Linked DNA regions of Mus musculus: region 2 is linked to region 1. A link is a contact called in public promoter capture Hi-C data. All regions are on one chromosome and are shown on one strand. The core of a region is the stretch at or near the end of the contact, and the rest is flanking DNA. Distances in the headings are between cores, read along the strand shown.

Evidence for each region. Capture Hi-C pulls out chosen DNA fragments and counts their contacts.
Region 2: a promoter capture Hi-C map of adipose tissue shows a contact between it and region 1. The contact joins two enhancer-like sites. A contact is called at or near these places in 1 of 39 promoter capture datasets (the 3T3-L1 cell line) and 1 of 9 other capture datasets (adipose tissue).

The regions. Positions count from the first base shown.
Region 1 is chr14:25,227,361-25,233,451 of GRCm38.p6, reverse strand. No RefSeq gene overlaps it. Among named protein-coding and RNA genes, the nearest start is that of Gm32379, 19 kb to the right of the region's middle. Within about 2 kb of position 3,696, at least 30 of the 459 cell types and tissues checked have an H3K27ac peak or open chromatin away from gene starts, as enhancers often do. A contact at or near this core is called in adipose tissue, where this site is marked.
Region 2 is chr14:25,715,014-25,721,104 of GRCm38.p6, reverse strand. Zcchc24 (zinc finger, CCHC domain containing 24) reads left to right here. Exons shown (of 4, transcript NM_001101433.2): 3 at 1,314-1,478; 4 at 5,703-6,091. The coding sequence ends at 5,816. Among named protein-coding and RNA genes, the nearest start is that of Ppifos, 17 kb to the right of the region's middle. Within about 2 kb of position 2,489, at least 89 of the 459 cell types and tissues checked have an H3K27ac peak or open chromatin away from gene starts, as enhancers often do. A contact at or near this core is called in adipose tissue, where this site is marked.

The DNA of each region.
Region 1 (6,091 bases), core at 2,447-4,946:
AGTCTCATTTGTCTCTGTCAAGGCTCCCCTGGATGTGGAGCTGTTACCCTCTCGAGTGCTACCCAGCTTGCTGAGGCTGGCCCAGCTCTGGAGTAGCAAAAGAAGCCAGAGTTTTGTTCAAAGGGGAGAGATCTGCACACACCCTGAAGAATGCTTCGTGTAACTCTCCCACAAGAGGGGAGGGTCCTTAGTCATCTCAAATGCCTCCTCTTCACCTTTCCCCATTTGCCGCTCACTTTGGACTGTCTGCCATGCCTGTAGCACCCAGTGTTCTCTCTGGCATCAGTAAAATTCTTGACTGTTGCCCCACGCTGGTCTGGAGGGAGTGAGCAGAGGTTTTGAAACTTCTACTGAATTCTTTCCTCCTCTTCCTGATTCTTGGTGACCTGAAACCCACCCCCATCTGTTCCCCCCAGAGTGCCAGGCAGGGCTCTCAGCTGGCATACACCCTCTCTTGCTCCCCCAGTGGATGTCCCAATGAATTGGGCTGTCCTGTTGAGTCACTGGATCAGAGAGCTTCCCTCTCCTGCCTGGGGTCCCTTGATTGATCTCAGCCCCCACTGTGGACTCTGAACCATACCCCATTGAGCAAGTCATTTTCATCAGAGCTCTGGGGGACTAGGGTGGACAAGACTCAGGTCTCAGGAGGCAGGGATGCTATTGCCTACCTGCTCCCCACTAGGAGACTAGGAGACAGGGGGAGAGAGAGAGAGAGAGAGAGAGAGAGAGAGAGAGAGAGAGAGAGAGAGAGAGAGAGTTGATGCTGGTACACAGTAGCCATGGTCTCTGATTTCAACCTGCTGTGCTGTTGTGCACTGGTGATGACTCTGAGTTTTCCCTCCATGCAGAGCTTGTGCTACATGCACTAGAGATGTGTGTGTGTGTGTGTGTGTGTGTGTGTGTGTGTGTGTGTGTGTGAGAGAGAGAGAGAGAGAGAGAGAGAAAGGGAGAGAGAGAGAGAGAGCGGGCCCACTTGCATGCTTCTTTAGGCTGAGCCACAGTACCCAGTAGGTGTTGTATCTTTTTCCACTTCCCACCTGACAAACAAATGACTGGGCAGGGACCTGGGGTCAGGTGGACTCCGGTCTTCTGCCTCCCAGAAAGATCTCCTCTGCTCTATTGGGGGTGGAGAAGAGATCTTTCTGGGAGGGTATAGGGTGGGTTATGGTAAGCAAATCTGAAGAAGGACTGGAGGTCTCATGGAGGGTCTGGGCCCGGCCATGTGGGAAGGTGGAAGCAGGAGAGTTTCCAAGCTGCTGCAGCCCTGGTTGGCCTGAGGCACACACTGCTGGGCTGGCTTGGCCTGAGGCCACACTGCAGCCCTGGTTGGCCTGAGGCTCACACTGCAGCCTGGTTGGCCTGAGGCACACACTGCAGCCTGGTTGGCCTGAGGCACACACTGCACCCTGGTTGGCCTGAGGCTCACACTGCTGGGCTGGCTTGGCCTGAGGCACACACTGCTGGGCTGGCTTGGCCTGAGGCTCACACTGCTGGGCTGGCTTGCAATGCTTTGCCTCTTCTAAAACCTCACAGTGAGTTGAGTTCCCACTGTGAAATGATGAGAGGATGGAAGCAAGGTTCCTATAGTGGGTGGAGCGAAGCTTGGGGGGGCCATGGGAATCCAACATAATCAGAAGGGTGGAGCCCTGTGCGAGATTAAATGTGGGTGGTCTCTAAAGAGCAAAGAGAGGCTAGAAGACACATTTCCCATCTCTCTTCTCTTTCTCATGGGCCTCACCATATGGCATCCTACACATCTCTAAGATTTTGCCAGAGAGAAGGCCAATTATCAGACTTGAGCTTTTGACCTTGGACAAGAACTATAAGTTCAAAGAAACCTCTCTTATTTTTAACTTTACAATGTCTCTGGTCTTGTTTGTGACTTTCATCATTTCTGGCCTTGTGTCACGAACATTTGAAGTTGGTTCAGGTAAGGGCTGCTCCCCTGAGACTCCTCCTTCCTTCACTGGGGATTACTATAAAGAAGTTGCTTGTTCAGCAAAACCTCTAAGAAGATCCACAGCAACTTTTGCTCCTCCTAATGTGCCAGGTACACTGGACAGTGGATGCCTTTACTTGTACCCTCATAGCTTTTGTTGACACACTATGCCACTTTTATAGTTACCCATGAGCAATGTGGCCAGCTGGGCAGAGGTGTCCCCAGCATCCAGAGCTTTGAAACATAGTGAAACCTGGTGCTGGGGGATCTGGGATCTAAGTCCCTAGCAGATAACCACTTCCATACAGTATTGTTATTCATTACTATTATGCATGCACATGCCGGTGGTAGCGTTGGTGGGGACCTAGCTCAGCCATTTTAATGGCAGCTAACTTCATTTCTCTGTGTTCAGCTTATGCAGAGGATCAGGCAGAGCTGGGCAAAGTTGCTTATCCCAATCTTGTCAGTGAGACTCAGAAACGGAAGTGGGGCTGGCGATGCTGGCGAGAGGCCCCAGAACCACACAAACACGGTGGGTGGTACATGCTTTGTTACTAAAACCTCTCCATCAAAAATCAGCCCACCAACCAGATAAGCTAACAGAAATGGAGACAATGGTAACGTCTATGGCGGTGGAGGCCAGTGGGAGGCCTGTGTTCCTTCTGGACCTCAGTAGTCACAAAGAATAGGAAACATGCATGCTTGCTGAGAGGGAGGGCTCCCCAAGCAGGTGCTGGGCCAGCAAAGTAAGGTACAGAGCATGGGACCAGAGGCCCAGCACATGTTAGGCAAGAGCTTTACCTCTGAGATACGAGATATACCCTTGACCTTTTTAAAAATTATTATTTTGAGACAGGGTCCTACTGAGTAGCCCAGGTTGGCCTTGAACTCACTCTGCTGCTCATGAAGGTCTTGCACTTTTGGTGATCCTGTCTCAGCCTCTCTAGGAATTGCAGAGAGGCTCTACCAGAGTCAACATGACAGTTAAGTGAAGCAGAGGGGTTGGGGGAACCTATTTGGGTATCAGAAATACACGGGATGTTATGGAATCAGTGGGAAGAGAGAAAGCTGTATGTAAAGAATCTCTGAATTCCATGCCTATCCCTCACTGATTTGTAACTCAGGGGAAACAATCTGACCCATGTATTCTTCAGTCTGTTCAACCAGAAAATATGGTAATTATATTTCAATCTCCAGAAATTACGGAGGGAAATTAGCAATGAATTAAGTCACCTAGGCAAGGCTTCTGGGTGGTTGAGTGTCTCCTGGCTGGGGCAGAATAAGCGAACTCTTATTTTATTTTTTAATTATTATTATTTTTTTTACCATGGTGCATCTCTTCTGGTCTACACATCTTCACATCTGAATTCAGTGGTGGAAGTGTGGCTTTCCATTCAGCCTTTTGTGTATGGTGTTGTAGTTTAATTAGAAATGCTTTTTCTGTCCTGGTAGCATGTACCCTAATGACCTGGCTTAAAAGGGAAGACACTGAAGTACAATCAACTGAGTTTTATCTATGGTGGTACTTCCTGGGGCTCCCTGCTCTGGACTGAAGCCTGACAGGCATCCCCACAGGATCCCCACAGCCAGTTGGCCCCCCTGGCTTCCCCAGGGAGAAGGTGCTGGGGAGGGGTCAATGGGCCTGCAGCCCATCGGGAGGCCTGGCGTTTTATAAGCAGTGAGTACCCATATTTACTCATGCTTTCGCTCAGCATTGCTGGGCTGCAGGCGGCAGACACTAACACTGGTTAACTTCAGCAAAAAGGAATTTATTGGCAGGATGTCGAGAGCTTGGAGAAGTGACAGGAACCTAGAGAAGCAGACTCTGGGAAGGCAGAAGCCTGGGCCTTTCTGATCACCTAGCTCAGGAGCTGTGACCATCACATACAGAAGGGAACATCTGGTCTTCATGCTGCTGAGGTTGAGACGGTGACCTCCAGCTTAGTCTCTGGATTCAGTGTCTTTCTTTTTTTTTTTTTTTCCCATTCTTCTTGCTTGTCTGTCAACCGAGGATTCCTCTTTTCTAGGCTTGTTGAATTCCCTGCCTTAAAGTGAGGGAAGTGGTGAAGTCATGCTTCCACTGTGGACGGAACTGTCGATCCTAGCATCCTTTGTAGGACTCTGTAACACAAGGTCTGTACATCCTTTGAGGAAGGGCACAGACATATATGTATCAGCGGGTCAGTTACATGTCACCTGGGAAAACGAGTAGCAGGCAGTGTTGTAGAACACTGTCAAGGCTCTTCTTGGAGATGGCAGGACGCTAAGGCAGCAGCAGCAGCAGCAGCAGCAATGACCAGTTGGAAGAAGATCCGTGCTGTGTGCTCAGCATGGGAAGCAAGGTGGCATCCTGCATGTAGTGACCACATGGATTGGTGTCCTGAGGACTATTCGGCTAAGAGCCCAGCTGTGCCCTGGCTGTCTTGCCGCTGCCCATCTGCCAGTCTATCCACCAGGCCTGTGATCTTCCTCACCTTCTATGGAATAAATCCCTGGCTGCTTCAAACTGACCAAGCAGGAGTCTGTCGCTGGCAACCCAGAAGCTTGGCTGACACTCTGAATGACTCTCAGCAGATGTGTGTTCCCAGAAGAGAGGTCGAGGCACGTTCCTGCTCCCCCTGGGATCTAGGAGCCTGGAGTTGGACCTTTGGCTTTCATAATGGGAGGCAGAAGCCTAGAATTCCCCTCCACCAAGACCACACACAGCGGGGAAGAGGCAAATTCCAGAAGGAACACAGGCTACTGTTAAATGAGGAGTGTGGGAGCACAGTTAGCAAAACAGGACACATGTGCGCTAACCAGTCTCTTTTATCCAAGTAAATAGAGTGTGCATCTTATGCGCAGGAAATGGATCTCTCTCTTCCTTCAAGTACACCACACGCACACTGCAAGCCGGATGCGTGCAGACACGGTAAAGCCTGCGGGATACAGCACTGACTGCCCTCCAGACTCCCTGGAGTAAAGGCACCAAGGATGGCTCCAGAGAAAAGGCAGGATGAGTTAGGCCTTGGAGGAGGACTGCGGGGTGGGACAAAGAGAGCAGGGGACGGAGCCACAAAAGCTTAACATGGTCTCAGCATCACACAGGGCCACAAGCACAGGCTCAGAGGAGAAGTAGGGGCACAGTGGGGCAGTGTCTGTGGGAAGATGAAAGTTTGGGGAGAGAGACTGAGGGTCAGACTGGGGTTTGGAAATATGAGCTTGAACATACTATAGCAATGGGTCAGGGGACATGTTCCTTCAGGAAAGTTAGGCCAGTCTCTGAGAAAGTTGTGTGGAAGGTGAGCAGCATGAGCAGTGGCTGGAGACTGACACAGTGCCAGAGAGAGGAAGCCGGGGCTGCAGGTTGGAAGCCTCGCCTATGGATGGCCTGGAGCCCCAATTAAGAATCTGCTGGAAGAAGCGCATGTGTCCAATATTGGGGCCTTTGGTGTGGAGGAGCTGGGAACCACTAGCAGTCAAACTCTGCTGCTGTTCCCAGCTCTGCCCAGCTTGCTAGCTGTCTGCATTTTCCTTTGCTTTCAGCCACGGTGACTTCCAACAGTGCTCTGCAGAATCTCCAGGACTTCCCAGAAGAGGCCCGTCAGAGTCTGCCTTACATGTAAAAGTTCTGCTTCAGATGTTTGTCATCTAAGAGATCCTGCCGTTAAAGTCCATGCCAGAAAAAAAAAATCAATGGATAAGCTTTCCAAGTTCCCATGTGGCTCTCTTACCACCCTGGGTGACTAACATGGCCTGGTTTGCCACACACAAGTTTCATTTTATCTAACCCCATGTTAAGATGACCACACCCAGATAAGCTAGAGGGTCGGTACCCTCAGTTTTAACATTCTGCTCTTAAAAGACAGGCTACCGTCTGGAGAGGTCACGGGGGGGGGGGGGGCGCGGCAGGCTGAACACTGGGGCTAGTGGCCTCTGCTGCCGTGGAAGTGGCAAGAGCCTCCTGAAGGAGTTGGGCAGGAGACCCCTAAGGCAACTGGGACAGCTACATGAGGCATGGGAGTCTCTGGAGCATAAGAGATTAGTTGATGCAGTCTGGATTGCTAGGACTGCTTCCCTGGGACTGGAGCCACTGGTCTGGTGTCAGGATCCAGAGAACCCTAATATCGTCTGCCTAACCCCACAGCAGCACATCCTCACGGATAGGCACAA
Region 2 (6,091 bases), core at 1,240-3,739, 490 kb before region 1:
GCATGTGCATAGAAAATATTTTAAAACGTGCACAGAAAATACTCTGAGGAATATGAGCAAGCCATTCTTTTGTTTTTAAGACTTATTTATTTATTTTATGCATGTGAGTACACTAGCAAATCATTCTTAAATACATGCAAAGATGCCTCTTGCTCGTTATGAAAGATGTCTGTCAAACCTGCTCTGAGAGAATCTCATACCTTTTAGATTAGTGATACTATAGTCTCCCCTCATGGAGAAAGGTACATTTCAAGATGCCTGCTCTGGGGCTGGAACTAGGGGATACAATGGCAAGATCAAAACTAGCATGAGGGACTGGCAAGATGGCTCAGCAGGTAAGAGCACTGACTGCTCTTCCAAAGGTCCTGAGTTCAAATCCCAGCAACCATGGTGGCTCACAACTACCTGTAATCCTCTTCTGGTATGTCTGAAGACAGCTATAGTGTACTTATGTATAATAATTATAAAGAAAAAAAAACTAGCATGAATCTCTCTTAGATTTCCCAGCAGAGGCTTGGTTCTCAACACACATTTTTAGCAACTTGGACCTTCATGGTATTGGTAGATTTCCCCCTTTCAGGTAAGAGAAGCACTTTACAACACCTCCTTGGAATATGGGTTGACCTGTGCTTCAGGTCAATTCGTATGTAAAATGAGAGCCACTTGAACATAAGCACTGTAGATGGTACCATTCATCAGTATCAGGCAGTCACTGAAGAACTAATGAGCAGGTAGCGGGTAGCGTATATACTATGGACTCACGGAGCAATGAGACCTCTGATGCTTCAGGCATGTGGCTCTCATCTTGTTCCTCAGAACTGTGCACAGTTTAAAGCTTATGAGTTGTTTCTGGGACTCTACTCCAGAGGGTCCGGAACACGAAACTGGTGAAGCATTGTGGGAGTTGAGGCAGCGGCAATAGGTCTTATCGCTAAAAAATGGCGCTCATAACCTTTGCCTCAGGAGTTTCACTTCTGGAAATTTACTCTACAAATCCACTCACAGGCATGTATACAGGCATGTATACACGTGTACCAAGCACTCATTGTAGCACACGACGAACTTGCATGAATTCTGCCACCGTGCAGCCCTGAAGGAGAATACAGTAGCTACTGGTGCTGGCCGTCGTGACAGAAACGCCAAGCTTAGTTGGGTTGGAGTTGTAGCTCAGTGGGTAGAGGGCTTGTCCAGTCTGCACGAGGTCCTGGGTTTGATTCCCAGCACACCGTAAAGCAAGTATGGGGATGGGATGCAGGCCATGAGAGCTGAAGGCTGAGCCCTCATTTTCCTGTATTTACTTCCTGTCTCTCCAGGCACGCCCCAAAGGTGAGGGTCTGACGCCGTACCAAGGCAAGAAGCGCTGCTTTGGCGAGTACAAGTGCCCCAAATGCAAGAGAAAATGGATGAGTGGGAACTCTTGGGCCAACATGGGGCAGGAGTGCATCAAGTGCCACATCAACGTGTACCCGCACAAGCAGGTGGGTAGGCGGGGCCTGGGTAGGGGTGGAGCTAGCTGTGGGACTGAGCAGCCTGCAGTGGGTGGGGCTGGGGGAAGTCGCAGGGCGCTCTTTCAGGCTCCCTGCAGGGTGATTCTTTCCCCCTTCTGAGGCTTCACTGGCTCTCTACTCTGGAACCTGAAGCTGAGGTGTGTGGGTGGGGTAGGCAGGAAGGGTAAGCCATGGTGGATGACTGGGAGGACAGGGAATTAGGACAGCTCAGTTTCTACAAGTCTTCTAGTGTCTGGGTTCCGAGGATCTGGGCTGCAGGTCTGGGGGACTCACAGACTGTCTTATGACCTAGACAGAAAGGCAGAACCAGTTCGCACACTCAGAGGCAGAGGAACTGGACACGTGGCAGTTTTTCTGTGTGGGCCAGTGTCTGGCAGGACAGGCTAAGTATGGGGTCCCTTCCATCTTGCCAAGATACCCCTCGGTCCCTGATGGCTTTCCCTGCCTTCCTCCATCCCACATCCTACCAGCATAGCCTAAGTGTAGCCTGCTGACCTGCCAGCCTGGCTCTACACAGAAGAGCCCAATCTAGATGAATCTTTCAAGAGCTCGAAGCTCCATGCTTCCCACTCACCATCATCCAGCCAGTATTTGTTGAGCACCTACTGTGTGCTTTGGGAAGATTGAGGTACACAAAGGCAATAGGTTTTGAACAATCGCACCCTGCAGCACACACACCAGCCACGTTCTGGGTTCCTGGGTCCTTGTGTTCCTTTCTTTGGCTTGAGATTTGGGAATACCTCCCCCTTGCTCTCCTTGTGAGGGAGTGGAGCCTGTCCTCTTGCCCCTCCCCCAGTGCTGACCTGGGCCACCTCACTCCTCTGAGAAACCCTGCCCCCACTACATCTGTTTCCTGTCAGACTCCAACTGTGTCTCCCCCAGACAACCCAGCCCCCCTCCCACCCCAGAAGAGAGGAAAACACACGGGCTTTGCTCCCCTGCTGGGGGCTGGGGGTGGGGTGGGGCAGTTCACAGATCAGTCCCAGCTGCTGGGTGTTTCCTTCCACGGAGGGGAGTCATCCTGACAGCTCCCCCAAGCTCCCCACTGGCAACTTGAGGCTGCAGGCTGAGTAAGTCTTAGCAGCTGGCTAGAATCCACATTGACCAAGGCCAAGGAGAAAAACAGTTTTAAGGAACCTCAGGCTTGGGCCGGCCAGTGTAGGCCAAGAGTATTTCCCAAGGATTCAGCTGATGGTGGTCCTGCCCTTTCAAAACATTACTGATAATATTCAATATTAATACTAATGTATGGACAGTTCCCCATGAGCCAGGTACCCTTCTAACCACAACCCCATGAAACAGGACTTCTATTACGTATATTTTATGAAGGAGAACAATCATGCAAAGAGATGCTAAATTACTTGCTGACTGTCCACACAGACATTATGAAGTCTTTGTGGAGCTCGGTAGTTATAGAATCATTTACTGTCTAGTACACACGTGCACACACACACACACACACAGCTAAGCCTAGATGACACCTGTCACTAACCTGCTAGCTCAGGCTGTAGAAAGATGAGCTGAGGTAGCAGCCATCAGCCAATGGATGGCAGAGGTGGTGTTCAAAGCTGTCTGACGTGTGATACTACGAGCTGTGGACACACTGCAGAGACATGGGCAGAGCAGTTTTCCAGAACACTCTGCAAGCCTCTCAGCTCTCCTCATTGGCTCTGCCCTTACCCGTGGGAGCTCTGGATCTCTGTCAGCCCCTGGCATAGAAACCAGGACAGCAGTGCCTGGCAGGGTGGGCAGAGCAGTGCAAGCGAGTTCTCAGGACCACAAGGGTGGAAGCGGCCGCAAAGGAGGATGCCGCCCCAGGGACCGAAAGCCAGGGACCTGGAACAGGCTAGGAGAGAGCATGAGATCTAGAGCTCTGGGAGGAGGACAGGCAGCATGCCTGAGAGTATGGGGCTTGGGGTTCACTGTTTCCTCTCTGGAGTACTCTGGGTAAGACTTTTAAATGGCTTATGGTTTCCTCATCTGTGGTAAAACACCAGTCTTATGGAAGCTGTCCCCTTGAGTCAGCCTGAGTTCCATGGCAGTGCCTAGCCATACAAAAGGAGGAGCAGAGACAGTGTAGACTAGCCCACTCTTGTCCCTCTATCCCCTACTAGAAAGCTGGCTCGTGGAGGGCCTGGGAAGAGCTGAGGGGAGCCGTGGAAACTGACTAGACAGCTTGGGTTTGGCCTGGGGTAGATAACATGCTCCACTAGTCACCATCCTGAGCAGAGAGCATGGGAGGAGGCCCTGGGTGCTGGGAACATCCAAGATGAAAGCGTAGGGACCAGATTCCAGCTCAAGATGGAGTTCTTCATATAGAACATACAATGACCCCGCCCTGGAGGCATGCAAACCCAAATGGAGAGATCTGTGCTGCTCTGTTTCTGGGACCCTTGGACCAGCAGGGGGTGGCTTAGCACCTCCTACTCTGAGTGACCCTGTATCACTGTCCCCCTCCCATTAATTTTCAAACTCAACGACATCAGAAGGGGTGTTTTTCCATCTAGCCTTTGTCTTTACTTGGTTTGCGGACTCATAGAAGTCAGGTGGCCAGGCCATGGCCACACAGTGAATGGAGGGTAAGCTGCCCTCTGGGACTTGGTCTGCCAGGAAGTCAAGCTCTTTCTCCTCTCCCCTGCTGGGACAGAATAGGAGGGATGAGGCCAGTCCTCTGAAAGGCCCCCAGTTCCAAACCCAGGCTCTCCTTCTTCCAGGCCTTTCCTCTGTAGCTAAAACTTAAAAGGCTGAGTTATGGGATACCCCCTTCTAGGGCAGCTAAGAGGTAGAACTCTGGCCACTTGCTGCCTAAACCTTCACCATTTAGAACACTCTAGCCATTTGCCTAACTGCCCTGAATGTCAGCTTGGGTCAAGGCCTGGTCAAGGCAGAAAAGCAGCTGGTACTCTTGAGTAATTAACAGTCTACACAGTGGACTGCGTCCATATCAGCTGCCCTTCCCTGACCATCCTGGGCATGTCACTGGTATCCAAGGGTCTTTGCCCCAACCCCATGTCAGCCTATAGTTTCTGCTCCCCTCTTCTTGGCAGATGGCTCCCAGCTGGCCCTGACCAGCTTCCTCTGAGCCTCTGAGTCTGAGTAGAGGACCCTTCTGTTGCCATGGTGTCATTCTGGGCTTGGAAGGAGAATAGTCTTTGTAGCCAACTGAAATACTGTCCACTACAGAGCCACTCCTCGTGATCTTTGCGATGTTTACAGGTCTTTGGCTGGCTATTATGGGTAGGTCAGGGAGGGAGAGGAAGCCAAGAACCCCAAGCCATCCAAAGTACAAAAAAATGGTTGAGGGCTGGTGAGGTGCCTCAAGGGAAAAGGGACTTTGCCACCAACATTGATGACCTGAGTTTGATCCCAAGGACTCACATGGCAGAAGAGAACGGGCTCCTCCAAGTTGTCCTCTGACCTCCACACTCAAGCTGAAGCAACACATGTATACATGTGAACACACACTTAGCACATGCAAGTTTTAGAGGGGTACTTGTGTGTGCCTAATGCTGCCCAGGTTACCATTAGCCAGTATCCCTTGGGGTTTCTCCAAACTTTGCAAATGAGCAGTGTGACAACATGCTTTACAGACAAGGATCACGCTAAAGTGGCACAGTAGGCCTAAGTCACCTCCTTTCCCTGGGCCTCAGTTTCTCTGTTAGAAAACGAGTTCATGTAGTCATTCGATAAATGGGCAGGCACTAAGCCAGGAATTGGCTGGGGTTGACCCCAGACCCCAGATTGGCTTTATGGAACTAAGAGCCCTGTTGTCTCTGGGGCTGAAATGTAGCTATGTCCAGGGTAAGTGACTCCCAAAGCCACTGGATTGAAGGGACAGATGTGAGTTGGGGCTTCTCTTGACTGAGACTCAGTTTCTTCATCTGGTAGATGCCTTTGCACCCCTGTCCTGAATTTACTCTGGGCTAGATTTGGGAGGTTTCTAATCTGCATTCAGGGGGCAGTTGCCCAGACCTCTCTGTGGATCAAGCAACGTATCTGCCATGGGCTCTGGGTCTAAGAACCCTGCCTTGGTTCTTGCCAGCCCAGAAATTTCATCTGAGCCTCCTCTGGGACACAAGTGTCTGCAAACAGGCAAGAGGTGGGATGCCAAGGCACTGGCTGAGCTATCTCTGTAACTGCAGATTCTCTCCCCCCCCCCCCCGCCCCTCGGCCCCTTCCTCTCCTTCTCTGCAGAGACCCCTGGAGAAGCCTGACGGCCTGGATGTGTCTGACCAGAGCAAGGAGCACCCTCAGCACCTCTGCGAAAAGTGCAAGGTCCTGGGCTACTACTGTCGCCGTGTGCAGTGATCTTGGCCACCACTGTAGCACCCCTCAGCTGCCACCTCCCTGTGTTGCCCAAAGGGCTGAATGTCCGCATGCTTGAGGAGATGTCACGGGCCTGTGGGTTTAAGCAGAGGAGGCGTGTGTCCTTGTCTCACATGCTGGCAGAGTAGCTGACATGCTCCCAACAGGGTGCAGAGACAGGAGGCTCAGGGTCTCTTCACCATAGGCCTGGGCTCTGTAGAAGGACAGAGGCCAGCAGAGGTCTCGATGTTCTTGAAAGCTCTCATCCTGAGTGTCTT